Regions from separate parts of the Callithrix jacchus genome. Here region 1 is linked to region 2. A link is a contact called in public Hi-C data. All regions are on one chromosome and are shown on one strand. The core of a region is the stretch at or near the end of the contact, and the rest is flanking DNA. Distances in the headings are between cores, read along the strand shown.

Region 1 (3,917 bases), core at 968-3,467, 77 kb before region 2:
GCCACATTCACAGGGCAAAAATGAACAGTCAATTCCAGGAAGTTTCAGATGGAATGCGCCCTCCAGGGGCCTCGCATCCAACCTTCACATGCTGCCAGCGTGAACGCCTTGCATGACAGCCTTCCAGCTCTAGAGCTAAGGAGCACCCCCCGTGCCTGGGCCTGCCTCACTTTCCGATCTCAAGGCCTGAATCGCCTCACCTATGAACACTTCAGTGTGTGTCCTCGACAGTGAAGATGTTTTGTTATAAAGAACTGATTACAATATTGCCATACCCAACAAAATGATATCCCTTGATACTATCTAATACCAGATTACACCTGACTGTCTCACAGCTGTCTTTCATTAGCTTACCTTTTAAATTTCACCTTTATTGTAACAGTGAGACATGCCTGGACAACATGAAAGCAACGTGGAAGAATATGCGGTGAAGAAAACATCATCCCCTCGCCTGGCAGCCCTAATCCTATCCCCAGAGGCTCCTGCTATTAAGAGACTTCTGTATATTCTTCTAGACACTTCCTGTGCATGTATAATCATACATAGACAAACACTTTAAAAATTACCAGAAAGACATTAACCCTCTCTGTCCTCGAGCTGGCCCTTCTGAGAAGGGGTAGGCTCTGGCAGCCTGGGGTTGCCAGAGGCCACCAAGTGCCAGGCCTGGCCCCCAGGCCATGGATGGCACAGGGCAGGCCCAGGGCTCCCTTCCACAGCCTCTCTTGCAGGACTAGCCTGCTGTGAGCCGCTCCTGGTGAGGTGCCAGTGTGTTTCCTCTCTCAGCCACCCTGGGTCACCGCCAAGTACCTCTGGCCGGCGGTGCTCGTCTACATCCACAGAGCCATCCAGGGGCGTCACAAAGTGGCACACAGGATTCTTGCGCTTCTCCAGATCTGAGAAGAGAGAGGGTGAGAGTCATTACCATGATCCAAACCCGAGGGAGCGCCGTCTTGTCTGCTGCGCCCCTCCCCTAGTGCAGACAAATTCCCAGGTACCCTTTCCTTCTCCTTCCCTTCGAAAAGGCGATTTCAGGGGAATAAAGGAGTCCAGGTGAAAGGGGAGGAATCTGTCAATAACCCCTCAGCCAGAAAAGCAGCATGGCTTCTCAGAGAAAGACCAGCCCAACACAAGCCTGCCCCAGCACACTCATTTCCCGGAGAAGCTGCCAGGTCCATAGCACCCAGGTTGGAGAGAGACGGCCCGTGCCCGAGTCTTCCTAGACTTGCTCCCCGACTCTCAGATGTCACCCCTTAAATGTCCACTTCCCTAGGACTCGGCTTGGGTTTCTTGTCGGCAGAGACTAAACTTCTGTTAGAAACTTGGCTTGGGTTTCCTGTCAGCAGAGACTCTGGCCCCTGGGTGCCCAGGCCTCCAGGGCATGGAGCCTTGACTGCCATGGGCGCCCAGGCTGGGTGGCACTTACACTGCATGTACCAGGCCCGCCAGATGGCATTATTGAGCCGGATCTTGTCTCTCCACTGGAGCTTCAGGCCCTTGAAATTCTTCCACTTTGGAGACACCAACTTCCCACTGAAAGGCAAAGCAAAGTGGAGAGACTCAGTGGTTCCTCTGAAAACGAAATGAAATATAAAAGTGCTACCCAATCATTCCAGGACCGAACTCCTGACTGATCCACTCCCAGCCACAGGTCGGGCTTCAAGGAATTCAGGTCACTGGGGGATTTCTACAGAGTGATACATGGGGCAGGGAGTGGCAGGGACGCTGTCAGGGTTCAGAGGACAGGACTGGCCATGGGGTGTAGCCATTGGTGCGGGCAACAGCATATGGGGTTCACTATAGTCTCTGTCTACTTTAGCATATGCTACACGTTTTCCATAACTAAAAATTAAAAAGAAATCTGTTGACCACAGAGTGAAAACCAGGTTCCTTTGACCTGCTTTGCCACCAGCCCCCGTGAGGCATCATTCACAATCCAAGCACCTGAGTATCCTGCTGGCCTGAGCTGCTGCAGGGCAGGGCCCTTCCTGCCTCCCAGAGCCTCTGACATGGTTCTCAATCTTGATGTCCCTCCACTTGGCCACCTCCTCATCCCTCAAGATGCTGCCCCCACATCATCTCCTCTGAGCTGACCTGGCCTATCCCAGGCTGCACCGATTCCTTCAGGGTCTCTCTGCTCTCCGCTTCAGGACAGTCTCACGGGAGCACTTCTGTAGCAGTGTCTGCACACATGAACCTTCCCCTGTGGACAGTGCAGCTTCTCTAGGGAGGACCATTAGGTGGCCTGGCACACAGTAGGGGCTCAATTGACAATTCTTCATTAAATAAGTCAAGAGCACTTGGAAACCAGCCTCCCAGTGGCACAGCCATCTTGGGCAGCTCAGTTTTCCAAGTGCTAGGCCAGGAACCGTCTCTGGGCAGTGGCATAGGGTTTCTCTTTTTCAGATGGCTTGAGATGGGCAAGGCACTATTTCTGGCCCCTACTACAGGGGGGCTGAGGAGGCTTTGTCTGACCACAGGCCACAGCCCTGCCCCTTCTCCAGTCCCACTCAGAAAGGCCACGTGGCAAACCTAGATCTGCCAATAATAGCTGCAGACTTCACAGGAAGCGCCTGAGCAACAAACATTCCGTGAAGCTGGAACCTGCTCTGGAAGGCAGACGCCCCTGGCTATGACCCTGGCAGGACCCTCACGCCTATCCCCACCCAACCCAGCAAGGAGCCCAGGTTCTGGGCAATACAAGCCAGAAGGTTATGTCACCCCCAGAAAAATCCTCTTAGCACACGAGAGACATGCAGAGAGCAGCAGCCTCCGCCCAACAGGTTGGGCACTCAGAGCTGTCACACGTCTTCTTCCTTCCTTCTCTCCCCAATTCAAAGGCTTGTCTAACCTACCTCTATGCTGATGGCCTGGCCTCACTGGTGGTACATCAGGCAGCTGCAACATCAGAGAGCCACAGCTGTGTCATGGGTACAAGCAGAATGACACACTCTCCTCCAGAGTGTGTTAATAAGGACTAAATGAGAGCATACTTGTGTATGGTAAGATACACACACACATACATGCTTAGACACACACACAACTGGTAAACCCTAAAGCAAACACAAAGATATTAATAACCATCTTGATGATCTTCAGTTATTACTGAAAGGCATAATTTTTTTTTTTTTGAGATGGAGTCTCACTCTGTTGCCCAGCCTGGAGTGCAGATGCACGATCTCGGCTCACTGCAACCTCCACTTCCTGGGTTCAAATGATTCACCAGCCTCAGACACTTGAGTAGCTGGGACTACAGCCATAAGCCACCATGTCCACCTAATTTTTTTTGTTTTTGAGATGGAGTTTCGCTCCTGTTGCTGAGGCTGGAATGCAATGGCACAATCTCGGCTCACTGCAACCTCTGCCTCCCAGGTTCAAGTGATTCTCCTGCCTCAGCCTCCCAAGTAGCTGAGATTACAGGAATGCGCCACCACACCTGACTAATTTTGTATTTTTAGTAGAGACGGGGTTTCACCATGCTGGTCAGGACGGTCTCAAACTCCTGACCTCAGGTGATCCACTCACCTGGGCCTCCCAAAGTGCTGGGGTTACAGGTGTGAGCCACTGTGCCCAGCCTAATTTTTGTATTTTTAGTAGAGATGGGGTTTCACCATGTTGGCCAGGCTGGTCTTAAACGCCTAACCTCAAGTGATCCTTCCACCTCCACCTCCCAAAGTGCTGGGATTACAGGTGTGAGCCGCCATGCTCAGCCGGGTATGATGTTTTTAACCCCTGCCCTGACTTCAAAAGCCCTTTCTCTTACATTTGCCATATTGCTATGTGGTTCCTCTTCCTCCACAAGTGGAAAAGGTGACACCTGTGCCCCCTGCCAACACCAGGAACAGACCTGGGCAGAGGTCGGCCCCAAGTGCCAGGCCAGCCCTGAGGGTGGGATCCATGTAGCTGCAGAAGCCTCACCT
Region 2 (4,018 bases), core at 1,291-3,790:
CTGGCAATAATGGTGAAAACCCATCTCTACTAAAAATACAATAATTAGACAGGCATGGTGGTGCTTGCCTGTAATCCCAGTTATTCAGAGGCTGAGGCAGGAGAATCGTTTGAACCCGAGAGGCGGAGGTTGTAGTGACCTGAGATTGTGCCAGTGCACTACAGCCTGGGTGACAGAGTAAGACTCTGCCTCAAAACCAAAAACAGTCCGGGTGTGGTGGCTCACACTTGTGATCCCAGCACTTCGGGAGGCCAAGGTGAGTAGATCACCTGAGGTCAGGAGTTTGAAAATCCTGGCCAACACGGCCAAACCTCGTCTCTACTAAAAAATTACAAAAATGAGCCAGGCATGGTGGCGCGCACCTATAGTCCCAGCTACTCAGGAAGCTGAGGAAGGAAAATCACATGAACCCAGGAGGCGGAGGTTCAGTGACATGCCACTGAACTCCAGCCTGGGCGACACAGTGAGACTCTCAAAAAAGCCAAAACCAAAACAACAACAAAAATGAAAACATCATGCTGAGTGAGAAGTCAGACACAAAAGGCCACGGAGTGTACGATTCCATTTATGTGAAAGTCCACACGCCTCCCATCCCAGCACTTTGGGAGGCCGAGGCAGGCAGATTACAAAGTCAACAGATCGAGACCATTCTGGCCAATATGGCGAAACCCTGTTTCTACTAAAAATACAAAAATTAGCTGGGCGTGGTGGTGCGCACCTGTAGTCCCAGCTACTCGGGAGGCTCAGGCAGGCGAATTGCTTGAACCTGGGAGTCAGAGACTCCAGTGAGCCGAGATTGTACCACTGCACTCCAGCCTGGCAACAGAGTGAGATTCGGTCTAAAAAAAAAAGTCCAGAATAGGCAAATCCATGGAGACAGAAAGTTTACTGGTTACCCAGAGTGGGGACCCAGTGTTGCTGGGGAAGGGAGAAGTGAAGAATGATTGCTGGTGTCTGCAAGGTTTCTTTTTGGGGTGATTAAAATGTTTTGGAACCAGACAGAAGTGGTGGTTGCACAGCCTTGTGAGTGTACTCTCAGTGAATTATTCATTTACCATGGTTAATTTCATGTGAATGTCATCTCAATTAAAAAAAAAAAATGGCCAGGTGTAATAGCTCACACCTGTAATAACAACAGTTTGGAAGGCCAAGGTGGGAAGATCACTTGAGCTCAGGAGTTTGTGACCAGCCTGGGAAATATAGTGAAATCCCATTTCTAGTTTATTCATTTATTTTTTTAAAGAGAGGGGTCAGGCCAGGCACAGTGGCTGATGTCTGTAATCCCAGCACTTTGGGAGATGGAGGTGGGTGAATCACAAGGTCAGAAGTTCGAAGCTGGTCTGACAAACATTGTGAAACCCATCTCTATTAAAAATACAAAAATTAGCTGGGTGTGGTGACACACGCCTGTTGTAATCCCAGCTACTCAGGAGGCTGAGGAAGGAGAATGGCTTGAACCCGAGAGGTGGAGGTTGCAGTGAGCTGAGATCGTGCCATTGCACTCCAGCCTGTGTGACAGAACGAGACTCTGTCTCGGAAAAAAAAAAAAGAGAGAGAGAGAGAGAGAGAGAAGCCAGGTGTGGTGGTTTACGCCTGTAATCCCAGCACCTTGACAGGACAAGGCAGGCAGATCACTTGAGGTCAGGTTTTCGAGACCAGCCTGGCCAACAAAAACCCATCTCTACTAAAAATACAAAAATTCACCGGGCATGGTGGCAGGTGCCTGTAATCTTAGCTATTCAGGTGGCTGAAGCAGGAGAATCATGTGAGCTCAGGAGGCAGAGGCTCCACTAAGCCGAAAATCACCACTGCACTCTAGCCTGGGTAACAGAGTGAGACTTCATCTCAAAAAAAAAAAAAAGAAAGAAATCATATTAACGTTTTACTCTCTTTCATAATACATGTTTGCTTTAACATAAACATTTCAAGTTCTTACTGACCTAGAAAAGTTGCCCATCTGTGGCTTTGCATCTCTCACCACAGCCCCTTTCTGTCCGGCACAGCAGGCTCTGCAAAGTGGCGGGGGAGGTGGCGGCCCCGGATGGAGGCTTAGAAATCACGAAGGTGCCCCGTCACCCAGAGACTCACACTGACCCATGCTGGGAGAGAGGTGCCCAGCAGAGCCTCCCCTGAGAGCCAGGCCCCAGAGCTTGGTGGGAACTGGCCCTGGAACCCACAGAGCATTCAAGGGCTCAGGGCAGCAGCTGATTCTCTGAGCACTGCAGTACTGGAACTCACCCAGGGGAAATTCTTTTCCTGGGGCCTAAATTTAGTCCAGGGAGCTTGGACAGGAATTATGTCATTCCCTGAACTCACACAGCAGTAAACAAGTTCAAAGCAAGGTCAACAGCTGGTGGCCGACCTGGCCTGTCCCGGCAGGCAGTGTGCTCCCACCTGGGAAGGCCACACGGGTCTGTCCCTGTGCCCTTCCCATGGGTGGCTTGGGCAGCGGGCAGGTGGGTCCTGGCTGAGCAGTGCAGGGCAGCCCTGCAGGCCCAGGGGCCTGGGGTGGCCAGAGAGGACCCTGGTATGGCCCCCACCTGGGTCCTGCCAATTTAGCATCTGACGGTGGTGGCGAGAAAGTAGCAACTAACTGGACACGCTAACTCAAAACTGAATTCCTGCTGCGGAGCTGCAATCGGTCTTCTAGAGCAAAGGAGACACTGCTGCCAAACGTGGGAGAAACAAGGCCACGGCCAGAAAGAAGCCAGGACGGGAAAGAAGCAGAAACGCGGCTGCAGACGAAGCCCACGTCTGTCCTTGGCACCCTGCAATCGCTCCCCTGATGGAAGGGCGGACGAGGAAACCCGGAGGCTCCCAGATCCTCCTCCTAAGTTCTAGCTCCGGGCTGAGCACTTGGCTGGCATTCTCACCCCCTTCACTCCTGGCGAGGGAGGCAGCTTCTATTCATCCCATTTTATTTTCTTTTGAGACAGGGTCTCATTCTGTTGCCCAGGCTGGAGTGCAGTGGCACGAACATGGCTCACTGAAGCCTCCACCTCCCAGGCTCAAGCGATCCTCCCACCTTAGCCTCCTGACCCTGGCGCCCCATTTTACAAACAAGGAAGTAGGAGGGTAAGCAGAGGTGATGCTGCCTGCCCAAGGCCACGCAGCTGGTGAGTGTCACCCGGATGTGCCCAAAGCCCCCATCCCAGCCCCTCTGCTTTCTACCTGTAGAACCATCTGCCAGGGAAGCCTGGTGGGCAATGCTGAGATCGAGGGGGCCAGGAGAGGGGGTGAGGGGAGATGGCATATACTGTACCTGGCGAAGGTTATAGCGAAGGCACTAGGGCACTAGCTCTCAGCAGGGGGTGATTTTACCCCATCCCCACCCTGGGGACATTGGTTAACAAATGGAAACATTTTGGTGGAAACTGCTCAATGTCCCACAATGCACAGGATGGCCCCCTCGATAAAGAATGATCCGAGACTGGACACAGTGGCTCATGCCTGTAATGCCAGCATTTTGGGAGGCTGAGGTGGGTGGATCATCTGAGGTCAGGAGTTCGAGACCAGCCTGGGCAATATGGTGAAACCCTGTCTCTACTAAAAATACAAAAAATTAGCCAGGTGTGGTGGTGCATGTCTGCAGTGCCAACTACTCAGGAGGCTGAGGCAGAAGAATTGCTTGAACCTGGGAGGTGGAAATTGCAGTGAGCCCAGATCGCGCCACTCCGGGCTAGGCGACAGTGAGACTCTGTAAAAACACAATTAAAAAAAGAATGATCCAGCCCCAAATGCCAGGGGTGCCGAACCTGAGAACCCCTGCGCCAGTGGTGTCTTTCTACCCACGACTTCTAGGGAGGAAAGTTGTGTGTGCAGAACCTGCGCCATTCTGAGTGTGTGCAGCCTCTGATTAAACAGTTCCACTTCCAGAGACGAGGCCTGCAGGAGCCACCTGCACCTGGGCAAAGAGGCAGAGAGACGAGGGTACCAGAACCCCTGCAGGAAGACAGGAACACCTAAGCGACCATCCCTGAGGGGCTGTTCAAATAAATGATGGCACAGTCACAGACTT

The links. A called contact is a pair of places that touch in the nucleus more often than the background predicts.
Region 1: a contact with region 2 is called in a Hi-C map of skeletal muscle, with 9 times the contacts expected there. The contact joins two enhancer-like sites. A contact is called at or near these places in 3 of 3 Hi-C or Micro-C datasets (induced pluripotent stem cells and skeletal muscle).

What each region holds. Positions count from the first base shown.
Region 1 is chr9:125,331,326-125,335,242 of calJac240_pri, reverse strand. It overlaps MLXIP (MLX interacting protein), which reads right to left. Exons shown (of 19, transcript XR_013522177.1): 2 at 1,424-1,530; 3 at 808-893. It overlaps LOC144577694 (a long non-coding RNA gene), which reads left to right. Exons shown (of 3, transcript XR_013522179.1): 3 at 383-515. Among named protein-coding and RNA genes, the nearest start is that of MLXIP, 43 kb to the right of the region's middle. Within about 2 kb of position 2,217, at least 3 of the 16 cell types and tissues checked have an H3K27ac peak or open chromatin away from gene starts, as enhancers often do. A contact at or near this core is called in skeletal muscle, where this site is marked.
Region 2 is chr9:125,254,268-125,258,285 of calJac240_pri, reverse strand. All of the region lies in intron 5 of BCL7A (BAF chromatin remodeling complex subunit BCL7A), which reads right to left. Among named protein-coding and RNA genes, the nearest start is that of BCL7A, 27 kb to the right of the region's middle. Within about 2 kb of position 2,540, at least 11 of the 16 cell types and tissues checked have an H3K27ac peak or open chromatin away from gene starts, as enhancers often do. A contact at or near this core is called in skeletal muscle, where this site is marked.